Linked DNA regions of Sus scrofa: regions 1 and 3 are each linked to region 2. Evidence: chromatin contacts called from public HiChIP or PLAC-seq data. All regions are on one chromosome and are shown on one strand. Each heading gives the region's core, a stretch centred on a gene start, on an enhancer-like site or on the middle of the called end of the contact. The rest is flanking DNA. Distances are from core to core; before and after follow the strand shown.

The links. HiChIP or PLAC-seq counts read pairs in DNA pulled down with a chosen protein or histone mark.
Region 1: an H3K27ac HiChIP or PLAC-seq map of alveolar macrophages shows a contact between it and region 2. The contact joins the promoter of EIF2S1 here to the promoter of GPHN in region 2. A contact is called at or near these places in 2 of 5 promoter capture datasets (fetal liver and liver), 3 of 47 Hi-C or Micro-C datasets (brain, embryonic fibroblasts and skeletal muscle) and 2 of 2 datasets of contacts at active chromatin or transcription factors (alveolar macrophages and skeletal muscle).
Region 3: a contact with region 2 is called in an H3K27ac HiChIP or PLAC-seq map of skeletal muscle, with 6 times the contacts expected there. The contact joins the promoter of MPP5 here to the promoter of GPHN in region 2. A contact is called at or near these places in 3 of 5 promoter capture datasets (fetal liver, fetal skeletal muscle and liver), 2 of 47 Hi-C or Micro-C datasets (embryonic fibroblasts and liver) and 2 of 2 datasets of contacts at active chromatin or transcription factors (alveolar macrophages and skeletal muscle).

What each region holds. Positions count from the first base shown.
Region 1 is chr7:91,083,619-91,086,318 of Sscrofa11.1, reverse strand. EIF2S1 (eukaryotic translation initiation factor 2 subunit 1) reads right to left here and starts at 1,294. Exons shown (of 8, transcript XM_001928339.4): 1 at 881-1,294. ATP6V1D (V-type proton ATPase subunit D) reads left to right here and starts at 1,411. Exons shown (of 9, transcript XM_001928314.6): 1 at 1,411-1,665. The coding sequence starts at 1,625.
Region 2 is chr7:90,345,651-90,348,350 of Sscrofa11.1, reverse strand. It overlaps GPHN (gephyrin), which reads right to left and starts at 1,254. Exons shown (of 23, transcript NM_001243302.1): 1 at 1,167-1,254. The coding sequence starts at 1,230. LOC102162169 (a long non-coding RNA gene) reads left to right here and starts at 2,149. Exons shown (of 7, transcript XR_002346144.1): 1 at 2,149-2,230.
Region 3 is chr7:90,954,109-90,956,808 of Sscrofa11.1, reverse strand. It overlaps MPP5 (MAGUK p55 subfamily member 5), which reads right to left and starts at 1,285. Exons shown (of 15, transcript XM_005656336.3): 1 at 1,027-1,285.

The DNA.
Region 1 (2,700 bases), core at 45-2,544, 740 kb before region 2:
AGCTCTACATAATTCCAAACTGCTGAAAGACACAGAGTTACAAGATTTTTTCCCTTGAATAATAACATCAAACGGGAGAAAAACCAAGACTTCTTGCTAAACCTTTCCTCCACGAAACAATGTTTCTTGTTAAATAAAACTTAAAGTAGTCTAAGTTTGGGGGGGTAATAAAATTCCCTTATCTTTATGTTTTTTTAGTTATGCTTAACCGAAAGATCACAGCGTGTAATTCTACAAGTTTACTTTCATCGATGCTGAAACACGGTAAACCGATACTAAGAGTTATATATAAACTCTTCAACAGTATCTTTTAGTTTCAACTGAAGGGGTGACTCAGTCTACAGAAATGCACCGAGCGATAAAGTGATAGGAGCTTCAATTTTTAAATATAAGTTATCAGAGGAACAAATTATTCTTGGATACTTTTAAACCCAACTCTGTCAACATCATGGCCCAAACCACCGGTTCCTTGAAGCGGCCGGTCTGGTTTCCACTGAGAGGTAGTATTTGCTGGGGCGGACGAAAAAGATGGAATTCTCAGGCCCGGAGAGAGCAAAATGCTCAGCGTCGTGGGGCGGGGGTGTCATAGCGTTCTCCCGAGACGGCCCCACCTCAAGGCACCCCTGTTTTATGTATATTGAAGACGCTGTACAATCACTGGGCCCACTTCCCTTCACGAGATTCCTTCGTTCGTACCTTGACACCACCGCTCGGAGAGACCGACACCCGGCCGGTGGCGACCGCAGTCGCGTCCAGGCACTTCCCGCTCAGGGACGGGAAAAGGAGGTGTTAACCCAGGGCCTACCCTCTACCGAACACCCATGCCATTGGACACAACCAAAGTAAATTCTTCGAGAAACTGATCGGGGAGACTAGTCACCTGAGGTATGTATATGGATCCCGCACTGGGGCCCCGCGCCGCGCTCTTCAATCAGAGAGAACTGACTTGATCCACCCGCAGCAGCCGCCGACTCTCTTCAGCGTGCGCTTCTCTCAACCCTACCGCGCATGCGGAACCACCTCGCAGCACGCAAGCGCCGACAGACTACAGACCGCTCTTCATCACCTACCATAGAGTCTAGGTCCTCCGCGAACAAAGAGGTCTGTGGGCCTTAGGAGGACTTGAAAAGTACATTTTCTCGCCATCTTTAGTTTTCGCTAAGTGACTTTCAAGGCGCAGATAAGAAGTAAGACTCGGATTCCTTGTCCCTAAAGAATAAATTCTCTACGATACTGTCAGTCAACCATGAGGTGGCGCTGTGACCAGAGGTGAATGTGGAGGAGGAGAAGGGGTGTACTCTTCTCTCTCGGTCTTTCGTCTCTTGGGTGTAGAGCCTTGCGCAGCCGCCTGGGAGCTGGAGGGGGAGGGGCTCGGCAGCGTACCGGAATCGAGGGGCGGTTCCGGGGTGCGCGCGCCTCAACATCCGGGCATCGCCTTCTTCCTGTCCCGGCCTTCCTGCACTCCTGTGCCAAGAGAAAGCGGAAGTGAAGAAGAGACACTCCGGCTGCCTCTTAGCAACGCGAAGGGCGTCACGTGACACAACCAGCTGACTCCGGTAGAGAAGGACTCTGTGGCTGCAGCACTTGCCTGGCCTGGGACCGGAGCCGCACGGTCGCCGTCAGAATGTCGGGCAAAGACCGAATTGAAATCTTTCCCTCGCGAATGTAAGTAAAAGAATGGAACGAACACACTTACGGGTTCAGGAACACCGGCCCGGAGCCGCTGTCCGTTCACACCCTGGACCAGCAGCGAGGCACCTTGTTTCCTTGGCCGACTCTGAGCTCTCCTCAGACACTTCGTGAGTCCAGGGCGAAGCTCTTTGGCGGGCCCGCACACATTCCTCTGTTTGAACCGGACTGGGCAGAACGAGCCCAGCCGGTGGAACAGGCGCCCGGCCTGCTGGATTTTATGAAGGCTCATTGACTTTACTCATTAATTGAGCTTTTCACCCCACATTCCTTTATTGAGCCGGGCACTATCCTTACGTACCTATGAGTTTTCGTCACTTGTGCCTTAAGAGAGCTAAAGACAGACAAGCCGAGGAGGTTTGCCGATAATGCTTTGAAAAAGGAAGTTTACTACGATGGGAAGCAGGCTTCTAAGCCAAATTGGGGGTTGAATCCAATCACCGTAACGTGGACGTTAGGTTCGATAGTGGATCCCCTTGCTCCTTTTCCCTTGAAATGTTTGTCGCCTGAGGTGGGAAGCTATCCCAGAATTTCTAAGGCACTCCTTTTGCTCTGTCACCATTGCATCTCATTCAGGCCTGTGTTAATATCACCCATCACGTTGTAAAGTGGATATTGTTTTATGTGTATTTACCACTGAACTACAAGCCCTCTCCAGGATGAGATCTCTTTTATTAATCCATAGAAAGTCCATTAAAAAAATGGTGCCTGAATGAACCCATATTTTGGAATTTGGTCAGTCGTGGGCTTCATTGCCTGAATTCTTTGGCTGGAGAAATAGCATAGCACTCTAGGTGTTTGGCCAGTCTGTAAAGAAAATTTTGAAATTTTCTTAAATGTGCCTAAGAACATGTGGAAAGTAATAATTGTTCTTATTTGTCGTCTTCTCCCCTTTCTCCTCCCCTTCTTCTTCTTTTTTTTTTTTTTTTTTTCTTTCTCTAAGGAGCAGAAAGTCAGTTTTGGTTCTGAGAGATGTTTTGACTGTGGTCCTCTCTTTGGGGGACCTTTTGT
Region 2 (2,700 bases), core at 5-2,504:
AAGGGGGAAGAATACTAGGATTCCCGTCTACACGGTTTCTTTTTCCGAAATCACATCAGTTAAGTCTTGGATTTCCTTCACTCCGAACTAAGCCCTCAGGTTCCAAATATAGTTATTTAACCCCCACCTCGCCACTCAATTACATATAAACCTTGCCAAGAGAACCACAGCAGAAACCCCTACAAATCGGCTTGCTATTCATCTCGGGAGTCATGCCCTGCAGCAACTGCCTGTCGCCGTACTGAGGGATATTACCCAAACACAACGCAACAGAATCAGACATGCAGAGCACACACGGCTTCCGTGAGGGAGGGAAACGCGACCGGGGAAAAGTGCGCTTCTTCACAAGCCTCTGGACCATCCGGAGGGGGGCGGGGGGGGTGGTTCCCAGAAGGAGGGGACAGAGGAGCCAGAGTCGGGGACTCCTTCCCTCTCAAGTAAAAGGGCTGATTCCCGGCCGCAGGCTACAACGGGTCCCTCCAAAGAAACGAAGAAGCGGGAAGAGGGCCCTTTGCTCAGGAAGGCGGAATGCAGACACTTTCCAAGGTCCGGGTGCTAGCGGATCCCTACCTCCCAGGGGAGACGAGGGGTGTCCCATGGGTGGCTGAGGGGATGTCCGGCTCGCGAGGGGCAGTCTGAGGCGAAGCAGAGTTTCGTCTAGTGAACACCCATGTCGTGTCCGGTCGGTGCCCGGCCAAAGCACGGCTAGAGCGGCGCCGGGCCGCCTAGGTGGGGGGAAGGGAGAGGAGGGAGGGGGTGGAAATGGGATTCCCCCCTCTCTGCGACCAGCTTTAGCGAAGAAAGCGCGCGAGCCAGCGAGAGCGGCGTGCTTCAGACTGCGGAGCCGGGATCCGGCCGCCTGCACCGGCAGCACGGAGCCCCGCAGCGCCCGCCGCACCGGCCCTTCTGTCCCCAGGGGCCGGGGACTTCGGCTGAGAAGGCACTGGGGCCTGACACCCCACGGGGTTGGCCGCAGCTCCCGGGGGGCCCCGCGGGAACACCCCAACCTCAAGCAATTCTCAACGGTTGTAAAACGCGCCCCCCCACGACCCCCTCCTCACCCTTCCCTCCTCCCGAGGCCTTAGAGAAGGGTCATCACAGGCGAGAAGCCTTAGGTAAGCCGGAGACAGTGACCGCGGCGGTCCTGGACGCCCTCCCCTGGTTACCTGTGAGGACTCCGACCCGGATTTGATGGTCGTGGTTAGTGAGGATCATTCCCTCGGTCGCCATGTTTCCCAGCGCAGTCACCGCACTGACAGGAGCCGGGAGAAGCCGGAGCCCGGAGCGCGCGGGCCGGGAGCGCGCTCGCCTCGGAGAGCGCGAGAGTGTGAGCGCCCGTGGAGCGCGAGGAGAGCAAAGAAGGAGGGGGAGGCGGCCAGGCACTCAGCGGCCAAGCGCGAAAGGCCCAGAGTGCGCGAGTTGGCGGAGGGGGCGGAGTCGGGGCGCGCGACCCCGAGTCCGGGTCGGAGGTGGCGAGCTGCGGGTGGGGGACGCGGTGGCTGCTCGGAGAGAACGCGCGGAGGCGTCCGAGTTAGGCAGGAGAGACCTGGGCCGCACCGCGGAGCGCCAGACCCTGGGCGGCTAGATAGCAGGAGATTCAGAGGAAAGGAGAGCACATGCTCCTAAGGTTGCGGGGGCGGAACCGGGGACAGGGGCGGAGCTACACCAAGAATCGTGGAACTCGTGAAGAGTGAGGGGAGGGGAAGAGCTCGGGAGAGGAGTACTGGGAGCTCGAAGGACCCGGCCCGGCAGAGCTGGAATGGGGAACGCCGCTGAGCGCGCGAGTAGCGGCCGATTGGCTGGGAGTACGCGGAGCGGGTGCGCGCGAGACACGAACGCGGCCTCAGCCTAGCCCCAGACAGAAGCAATCCCCTGCCGAGCCCGGCGCCTGGTCTTGCTCAGCTCTGGCAAACTCTTGGGGCGGGCGAGCGGCTCTCCTGAGGAACGAGGAAAGGCGCTGGGGAACCTGGAGATGCCTTAGCAAGATGCGTGGGTGGCAGAACCGCAGCTACCCGTGACAACCTGCGGTGAGCGAAAGCGGAGGTATCCAGTCCTGCCTCATCCTCCCTCTTGCTTTAAAGCGGGCTCGCCTGCCAGCAGATTTCCCAACGCCAAGTTCCCTCCTGCGGTGGATCTTCACTAGCCTGGAAGCCTGGGGTAGAGCATTTTGAGAAGCGGCTTCTCTTCCGCTGTCCCGTGGTTTTCTGGCCACAGGCTTCGTCGCTAAAAGGTGTGCTTTTAGGTGAAAAGCACCAGTCTTAGAGAATGAGAAAAACGTGTTCATCTCACCCTACCCACAATCACAAAACTGAAAACAGAACCTCGGTGGTGGCAATTTTCACTTCGGTATTAGTGGGATATGAGATTACCGTGAAAATAGTTTGTTGCCACTTATTTTCATCTGTCTTTCATATAATGTGTTATTAATCACCTGTGGCTAGTTAACATCAGTTTCTTAGTTTCCTTCTTTCTAGATTTTTCAACTTCTGAAATAAATCATATACACATGTATGTAAACATTTTTTTCTTCTCAGCTATGGTAAAACTGGGAAGCATAAAAATGAAAAAGTGTCAAAAATGTATTACTGGCAACATTTTATGCAATAAAAATCTCAACTGGATGGTTATTAGTTTCATTGTTCCAACTAGAATGTGGATTTATCCTCTAATTCACATTCTGTATTTCATGTTAAATAATGG
Region 3 (2,700 bases), core at 36-2,535, 610 kb before region 2:
AATACTCATACTTCAAAGACACCAATAACCAGCCTGTCATTTGTTCCTATTGCAGAATTTAATAGCTTATTAACTTCTGGTATAATCTAAACATAATTAGAAGCTATCATTAACACATAAGACTTTAAAAAAAAATCAGAAATCGTGACACCTCTCACCTTATTAAAATCAAAATTCCAAAACTCTTGTTCTTAAGGGCTTTCCAAATCTAAATTCTCACAACTCTAAACGAGTGCGGAGATAAAACACACACTATGTACTGCTTCCAAAAACCTCCTAGCTACCAGATTTTAATTTGAGCGCCAACTGCCTTTCGACCGAAACCTAAATTCCGGACACCTTACTGTATGTCAATCAACTAACGAGAAGGTGAGCTATTATTAATAGGAAATTACATAATTTGCACCAAAGATTGTTTAAAGCGCCTTCCATTAAAAGCAGCTTATAACAAGTGAGGGCTTCGAAGTTCACCTTGCAAACTTACAGCAAATTATCGGAAACCATAAACGAGATTTGGCTCTTCTTTAAAAGTGGTTACAAGGAAGTAGAAATTGTTTGTTTATTTGTTTAAAGAATGCAACCAGCAGCCGAATACCAGGGGCTGAGTCAGGCAGAGGAACGCCGACTACATTCCGTCTTCTAAAGGAAAATGTTCTTCGCCCGCCGATTTCCCCGACCCGGCCTGGAGGGAGTCCCGGGAGTCGCGAACTCGGGGGCGGGGGCGCAGAGAGCAGGGGCCTCCCTCCAACTCTGGCTGGGCGGGCAAAGTCCCCGCCGAGGTGGGTCGTTCGCCAAGGCAGAGGGAGCGGGCACGGCCAGACAGCGTACCTCCGAGGGACAAAGGTTGGGCTCACGCCCTCTGCGGCCGGCCGGCTAGCGCTGCCTGGAGCAGCCCGTGAAGAGCCCCGGGTCCCGCCCGGGCCCAGAGGAGGGGGAGGGGGCGAGCCCGGCCGCCCCCTCCCCCGCCGCTCGCGGGGACCTGTTGATTAAGACCTCAACACGGAACCGCTGCCGGACGCCACTTACCTCCGCGCCCCAGTGGCCGCCGCCGCTCCTCCCGCCCCAGCCGCTCCTCAACGCTGCAGAAACGACAGCTCCCCAGCTGCACTTAAAATACCGGATAAAGAATCCAGAAAGTCGCGTTTCCCCACCTCACAATCCTTAGTCCCCGCCCCCGCCCCACCGCCAGTCGCCGCCGTCGCTGCCGCGGCCTCCAGCGACTCCACCTCGAGACCGCGCGAGACCAGCCCCCGCGGCAGCCGCGAGACCGCGCACGCGCCCCCGGGACTCTGGCGCAGCGGGCGCGCCTATCCCAGTGGCTCCCCGGCACGCCCGCCTGCGGTCAGGCAGGGAGGCTGGCGCGGTTTGCCCAATCCCGAGCCGGCGCGGAGAGACGGCCCGCTTATTGGCCCGCTCCGTAGCTCTGAGCGGCCGGTCGCGCGCGCACTCGCGCGCCTCTCAGTGGAAAACGCGAAGTGCTTCGGGCTCTCAGGCGCTAGGGAACCACTTTGGGTTTGAGCCCGCGGGCCAGGTTATGCGAGGACGTGAGGTTTCCCTAAGACGCAATGGGAGTGAACTAACGCTCCACAGACCTTTTCTCTCTCCCTAAATGTCCGTCGGCTCCTGACGGATAACTAATTCCCTTGAGGCGACTCCTCATGTCCTGTGAAGCATGTCCCACGATCTAACATTTGTTTAAAGAGTAGAACCATGGCTTACGTGAACACGGGTATGTGTGGGGTCTCACGAAAGAATTCTCTGCCACCACGGAAGACTCCACAAAGCTAGCAGCTCGGACCGAGTTCTGAAAGCCAGGCAGGAAGGGTGCCAAGCGCCACAGCTGTTTTCACAAAACGCGGGTACCTGGGTCAACCCACATCCAGTGTAAGAAAATCCAAATAGTCTCCAGGATTCCCTAGAAACTGGTACCCACATCCAATGAGGAGGAAAGAAAAAAAATGTTAGTGTGTGTGCTTTATGGGTGTGTAAAGAGAGGCCCATTTCCTTTCTAAGTTCTTAAATGCATAAAATAAGTAATTCCAGAAGCTTCCTTTAGCTCCGCAATGAGTTTTTTCCCCCTCTACCTCAGGGTTTCCACCCTCGGTGCTATTGACATTTGGACCAAGTAATTCTTTGTTGTGGAGACTGACCTGTGCAATTTAGGATGCTTAGCAGCATCGCTGGTCTCTACCCATCAGGTACCAATAGCACCACTAGCCCCTAGTGACCATCAAAAATGTCTCTAGCCTTTGTCAAAGATTCCCTTGAAGGACAAACTCACTTCCAGTTGAGAACCGCTGATTTAGCTTTTCAAAGAAATGCCATTGAGGAAAAAAGACAGCGTTTTGTGTTTTTTTTTTTTTCCGCATTTTTCCAGAGCATTTTTTAGAAGAATTTTTTTCTTTCTTTTTTTTTTTTTTTTTTTTTTTTTGTCTTTTTGCCATTTCTTGGGCCGCTCCCGCCACATATGGAGATTCCCAGGCTAGGGGTCGAATCGGAGCTGTAGCCGCCGGCCTACACCAGAGCCCACAACACTGGATCCGAGCCGCATCTACAAGCCTACACCACAGCTCACGGCAACGCCAGATCCTTAACCCACAGAGCAAGGGCAGGGATCGAACTCCCAACCTCATGGTTCCTAGTCGGATTCGTTAACCACTGCACCACGACGGGAACTCCCTCTTTTTTCTTTTTTTTAAG